Linked DNA regions of Mus musculus: region 1 is linked to region 2. The links are chromatin contacts, called in public Hi-C maps. All regions are on one chromosome and are shown on one strand. The core of a region is the stretch at or near the end of the contact, and the rest is flanking DNA. Distances in the headings are between cores, read along the strand shown. Region 1 overlaps Trappc9 (trafficking protein particle complex 9). Region 2 has its middle 110 kb from the start of Gm23217.

What was found. A called contact is a pair of places that touch in the nucleus more often than the background predicts.
Region 1: a Hi-C map of cerebellum shows a contact between it and region 2, with 4 times the contacts expected there. The contact joins two enhancer-like sites. A contact is called at or near these places in 1 of 15 datasets of contacts at CTCF or cohesin (large pre-B cells), 11 of 484 Hi-C or Micro-C datasets (the G1E-ER4 cell line, the HPC-7 cell line, the N1E-115 cell line and 5 more) and 1 of 9 other capture datasets (embryonic stem cells).

What each region holds. Positions count from the first base shown.
Region 1 is chr15:73,021,565-73,024,707 of GRCm38.p6, forward strand. All of the region lies in intron 6 of Trappc9 (trafficking protein particle complex 9), which reads right to left. Among named protein-coding and RNA genes, the nearest start is that of Trappc9, 38 kb to the right of the region's middle. RefSeq lists an enhancer at 1-1,755. Within about 2 kb of position 1,532, at least 29 of the 459 cell types and tissues checked have an H3K27ac peak or open chromatin away from gene starts, as enhancers often do. A contact at or near this core is called in cerebellum, cerebral cortex and cortical neurons, where this site is marked.
Region 2 is chr15:72,359,434-72,362,947 of GRCm38.p6, forward strand. No RefSeq gene overlaps it. Among named protein-coding and RNA genes, the nearest start is that of Gm23217, 110 kb to the left of the region's middle. Within about 2 kb of position 1,443, at least 20 of the 459 cell types and tissues checked have an H3K27ac peak or open chromatin away from gene starts, as enhancers often do. A contact at or near this core is called in cerebellum, cerebral cortex and cortical neurons, where this site is marked.

The sequences.
Region 1 (3,143 bases), core at 282-2,781, 660 kb after region 2:
GTCTTTAAAACTGGCTGCAAGTGGTGAGGAAAGGAACTGACGAGACCTTTCTCAGGGTCTGCTCAGCACCAGATGGAGCCGCCACAAGCCCCACCAGCCAGCTACAGGGGAGACAGTCATCGCAGCCTGTGCATCTTTCTTTGTTGCACCTTGCTCTACATTGCAACAGTGCTTATGCTCCTGGGATGAAGGCCTCCCGAGCTGCTCCTCCGCAGAAGGTATCCAATGGGAGCGTGGTCTTTGTTTCTGTAGATCTGACTCACTTGGGAATTGTTTGCCTCCATGTCTTTTGTTTATCAGCCGGTTTCCCCTCCTCAGCGCCGGCCAGTGTGGACCATGACTGTCTGCAGCTCACTGGACTTCAGGAGCAGGCTAGCAGGCAGGCAGACAGAAACACTTTGCCTAGAGTCACTCCTGCCCATCCCAGAGGCAAGGGAAGGGAAGGGAAGGAACACAAAGGGTGCATGAACACGTGTCCCAGGGACCCCTCACCTCTAAGCCACCATCTTCTTTGGTGCCTGAATCATTGTTCCTTTTCCTAACCTCCCTCTGCAGATAGGGGTGGCTACATTTAGACCACAGAATCTCAAGGAACAGATTCCTACTTCAAGAAGTCTGTGAATGGATGCCAGTGAGGTTTGCAGCCTCCTTGCCACCCTGCTGTTCCCAGACGGTGTGCAGCGGCACTAAGTAAAGGAGAGAGGTGGCTGCTTGCTCTCCACAGAAGACAAGCTGAGAGGGTGCTGCATGGCTCCTCTATTCACAAACAGGGGAAAATGATGACTCAAGTCCCAGCCCCTCTGTTCTCATATGAACCTTGTCATTTGCCTGTGAAACCCTCATGACCATTGCACAGATCTGTACACAGCCAGCTATTTGTTGCCATTTGGGAGTGCCAGATAATTACCAGAAATCACTCGCCTAAACCAGCCAACACACGCAGGTCACCCTGTGCCTGCACAGGGAAGAGGGACTCTGCATCTATTTTGCAGAGCACCGATAAAGACAGTTTTATCCTCCAGTTCTGAGGTTTTGGATTTTTGAGACAGAGTTTCTCTGTGTAATATCCCTGACTGTCCTGGACTCCCTTTGTAGACCAGGCTGGCCTGAAACTCAAGAAATCTGCCTGCCTCTGCCTCCTGAGTGCTGGGATTCAAAGTGTGTGGCACCACCAGCTCATGCAGGGATTCTGAAAGACAGATGGAACTTGCACTAGTCACATCTCCATTCCTTCCCAAATGTCCGCCATTTGCCGCCGAAGTCCTTCGTTACCATCAGCTCCACAATGGATCACACTTGATTAAGAACCAAAAGCTTGTTCTATTTCAGAAAAACTCCAGGCCCTTCTCTTTACTGTGATTATAAAATCCCACCAGAACTCATTATTTTGCTGCCTTGTCAACTAGCAGACAAACATCAGGATGAGACAAGGACCGCAAAGTGCCTTCCTCCTCCGGCAGAATTCAAAGGCTGGTAACCGCCCTGTGCCGCAGGCAGGGCCACAATTGCCACAGAGCATTGCTGCCCTCTAGTGTTTGCCTGACGCCGAGCAAGATGATAGCAGAGCTGATCCAAACTACAGGGCCCCACTGTGAATAGATAGCAGGTTGCAGTAAGTCCAGATCTCCTCCCTTTAATCTGCAAAGCGGACTTCAGTAACTGCAGAGAGTGAGGGCCCACAGGTCTGTAGAAGAGGAGCAGGGCTGGGAAGCCTGGCAGCCACCCACTACTCTAGCACCAGCTAAGCCCAACAGACTCCACTCCCCAGACCTTTCCGGTCTGCTTGGAGCCTCTTCTGTGTTCAAAGCTGTCTCCTGAACCGCCTGGGCCTGATAACAGCAGTAGCCCACTGCAGAGCTGTGGAAGGACACAGGACCATCTAACCTAAATCCAGCCTCCCAGCTACAAATAATTCAAGGCTTCCCTGGACCTTTCCAGTCTACCTGAGAGGCCTAGCACTCTTCACTCAGAAGCATGGATTACAATTAAGGTGCCACCCTCTTGCCCTTGAAGTACCCTTGCCCTGTGTATTGCCCTCACTGACCTTTGGCAAACCTACACCAGCATGACCCCTGCTGTCTCTCCATGCTCCAGGCCAGTGAGGCCCTAGCAGCCCACCTCAGACACTCAGGTGGTCTTTTTCCCTCATCATGGGTCCTTGCCCTGTGAAGCAAGCCCTTCGATGCCCAGGGTCTCAGTCAGTGCACATTTCACTAAGTTTGTGTATGCCTGGCATGGGGCATCCCTCCCTCCAGTCCTCTACAAGGACTATAGCCTTAGCATCCCTAAAAAACACAGCTTCAGGGCAGGCGAGATGGCTCAACAGCTAAAGGTGCTTGTCACTAGCCTAACTAAGCTCAATTCTTGGGACCCATAACGGGGAGGAGAGAACAGACTATCCAAGACACACACACACACACACACACACACACACACGGCTTGGCCCATTGTTGAACCCTGGATAGAACCAAGTCAAACAGTTAACTTCAGCATGACTAGAGACAGACATCTATCTCCTCTTGTGCCATTTCCCAGGTAACTGAAGTTTCCATATCAAAGGACCCGGTTTTTGCCTCTCCTGGAAACCAACAGAGAGCAGAACTTGGGGGCCTCCCCTCAGGACACAGGGTGCAGCTGGCTCCCAGTGCTCCCCCACTTTGAAGGCATAGGTGCACTTCCCCACATGAAATGGCCAGCAATACTGGTGGAGTCTTTCTTTAGGGGCGTAATTCTGTGTTTGTCTCTTCCTCTGTGGTTGAGCTGACGACTGACAGTTCAGGTACTCTGAGGCAGCCTCACTCTGGTGACTGACTTGGGGAGCCAGGCCCACAGACCAGCCTGAGGGCAGCACGGGGCTCTACAGCAAGCAAGACTCAGAGAGGTCAAGGAGCTCGAGCTCCAGGCACTTGTAAGCCGTCTGATGGGTGCTGGGGGTGGAACTCTGGTCCTCGGCAAGAGCAGGCAATATGTGCTCATAGCCAGAGCCATCATGCCAGCCTCTGGTTAACTATTAAGTTATCGTCCTCCAAAAAAAAAAAAACCTCTAAGGTGAGCATGGCAACTATTGGAGGTGGGGATGGGTGTCTGGCTATGAGCACGCTTCCTGCGTGTTCTGGTGGGATTATCTCAAGTCCCTGCTGCCC
Region 2 (3,514 bases), core at 193-2,692:
ATTCTTTCTCCTCCTTCTTGTGTTAGTGGCTGAATTGAAGTCACTTTGACTCAGAGTTCTGACACTTGAAAGAAGTATTATAAAAATACAAAGATCTCAGCAGCTGCTCAGTTCCACTTTGTTTGATTAAAAGCTGCTGTGTCCTCTGGGCAAACCCCCTGAGCACACCTTTTTACTCAAATTCAGCACACGAAATGTTTTTTTCTGCTTTGAGAAATATGCTTAAGGGCATCTTCTTAAGCCCCTACCCCAGGTGTTTCCCAATCACCGCTCTCTACCCACCTGCCCAATTAGCTTCAGGCCAGTCAGTTTCTGTCATGAGCTGAAATTGCCAGCTAGTCTACTAGCTTGCCTGAGATCGAAGCTCCTCGAGAAAGGAAATGCCAAAAGGGTAGAATTCACATATGTGTCCCGAGCTGGCTTCCCAGCATCCAGAAGAACACCTGGCATCTGGCACCATCCAAGAGCATCCGCTAAATCAGTGAATAAAGGAAATAAAAGAGAAAGAACGCTCTCTAAAGCTGTGGGTGTTTTTAATGTGTGCACATGTGTGTGCAGATGCACCTAAATGTGTGTGTGTGTGTGTGTGTGTGTGTGTGTGTGTGTGTGTGTGTGTGAATGCTCGCGTGCATGCATGCGAAGGCCACAGGTCAACCTTAGGTATCATGCCTCAGGTATGATCTACTGTGTATTATGAGACATGTGCTTGCATTGGCCAAGCAGGCTATGATTTCTTTTTGAGATGCAGTCTCTCATTGGCCAAGCAGGCTAGGCTGGCTGGCCAGAGAGCCCTTCTGTTGCTAAGGAGATCACCTCCTGTCAAAGAAGCTATTTCTGGTTTTCAATACCCCAGTGCCTGAAAATAGAGCTTCCTACAGAAAATGAATGTTATGTTAGAAGGTTTGCCTGTTTCTGGTTTTCCCTGGAGGATGGGAGAGTGGCTTCTTCAGGTTGATTAGAGCCCAGTGGGGTTCCTGTGGTATCTCTCTTCTCCCCACACAGTTATAACACCTCACATGGCAACCATTCTCTATGACCTCCTTCTTGAACTCAAGTTACCTTGACCAACACTTGCCTAGTCCAGTTAGTAAAGCAGTTCTTAAAAACTGGGACCGGTACGACTTGAAATGAGTCTAATCTAGCACCCCTACCAATCCATAATTATGTGCCCCTAGGTCACCTCCTTCTCCAGCCAGGGAAATGTTAGGGGCAACCTGGAGCTGGACCCAAGCTGCCAAAGCATGAAGCAGTAGAGTGAGAGCTGCCATCTGTGTCTTGCTGTGAGAGCCCCTGAGAGACATCTGGAGCCAGCACCTGTCTCCAAGCAGGACAGCTGGCCTGGTGCCCACTTAATCCATGGGATGGAGAACTCTCTTCTCTCCCAAGTACACAGGCAGGCAGGCAGGCAGGGGCACGTGAAACACGGTGGCAGCTTGAGCTTACTCTGGTTGGCATGTTGGAGCAGTGGGAGGTGCCATGTGGCACCAAGATTGTCTATCTCATGCCCTGGCTGGCATCCCTCAACCCCAAGGTTTAAGTCAGTCTGAATCATTGTCAGGATATATGGGGATCTCTGCCAAGGAGAAGGAAAGATGGTGAGCTCTGAGCCATGTTGGAGCCCAGAGAAACCAGGATCCACTGGGATAATGAAGAAGCCACTGGAGAGTGTTGACTCAACTCAGGAAAAGATCAGGGTGTGTAACCTTTGACTAAGGGACAAGTAAGGCTTTCTTAACAAATGCCAGGCAGAAAAGACAGCGAAGGGTAGATGAGCAGGCTTCTCAGGGCATAGCAGAGCATGGCTCCTCTAAAGATTCATGGAAGGTATACAATTTAAAATAGTTCTAGAGGCAAATAATTTTCTGCTCTCAGATACAAACAAATACACTACGCAAGGTAAGAAATGAACACATAGTCAAGAGTCTCAAAGATCTATCTTTAATTAAATTACCCTGTAAGGAATTTCCTTTTTAAGAAATATTTTTATTAATCTTTGGAGAATTTTATATTTTGATCATATTCACCTCTCAACTCCTCCCATGATCTTTTTTCTACTTCCATTCAATGTTGAGTCTTTTTCCCCCTTTGGAGTTCAATGTGTGCTACCTGTGTACAACTTGGGTATAGGGACAGTCACTGAAGTGTGGTCCTTACAGAAAGCAGATGCTCCCTCTCCCAGCAGCTATGAGTTACCAACATTTTCTTAACCAGGAGTGGGGTTTTTGTACCTACATCTCCATCTCATTGCTAGTATTCTGTCTACAGCTCTTGTGCATGTTGTTATAGTCCTGTGACATAACCTGTGCAACTGCCAATCACGTGTGGCTAAACAGATCCTAAGTCCTAAAAGAGAACATATTACTAATATTCAATAAATGGGCATAGTCTTGAACTGACTCCTAAGTGAGTTGTCACTGTATCTGTAGATTGGCTCGTCCCTTACCCCCTCAGCCCTCATCAGAGAAACTTCCTTTTGTAGTAGATGGTGATTAACAGGGACCCACAACTAGTCAAGAAGTAGAAAATAAGAAACTGCAGAATGCTTAGCTCTAAATAAGATTACCTTGGAAGAGAGGGCAGAAAAATAGCAAGAGCCAGAGGTGATAGATGTCTATAAAATAAAACAACACAAAACAATGCTCCTGTTAAGCATTTCTTAAGGTCACTTTCTGGTATGCACACACATACCCTATTTAATCCATTAAAGCATTCTTCTCTCAAAGGAGCAGCCATGGCTATGAAATGCCCTGACAAAGCTTAGAATAAATCAATGTAGCTCAGTTGAAAACAAAGTTATGGAACCTCAAAATACCACCTCCCCACAGATTAAAACCTGCCAAAACCTTATTGATGAACACAAAGCAGGTTTGAATAAACAGAGAAGGATAATGAGTTCCAGGCAGGCACATTCTGTGCTGGAGAATTAACTGTCAGTTTTCATCAAATTAAGTTAAGCTTCTACAACTCCAACCTATGTACCAATGTAAAGCTTCAAGAAGCATTTCTAAAAGTTTTTCTGAAAAAAAATGTTGAACACAGAGAAATAGCCAAAATAAGTTTTCAATAAACACACCAGGTATAATTTGTCCCTTGAAGCAACAAATGTAGTAGGCCTAAATAATTTAAATAATTTAAATACTATTCTGAAATTGTGTAGGAAGGCTGAACAAAACAGAAAACCTACAAACAGGTTGAAGCACAGAAAGTTTAATCATGTCAGATGTCGTATTTAAAATTAGCATGTTAGAAAAAGAATAGTGAATCAGGCGTCTTTGAAAAATTGGTAGGCTTTAGGTAAGTGTTAACTTGGATTCTCATCTAACACTATCTATGACCCATTGTAGAAACACTGTAAGTATTATGGTGAGGTACTTACAGAAATACCACAACAGAAAAGGTCTTATGTTTAAAAGAAAGTAGCAGGCTTTTAAAGGGAGATATATTTCAAACATTTAAAAGCATGTTTTCTTACTAGTGAAAGCTTTTTTTTTTTAAAGAAAGATTTATTTGTTTT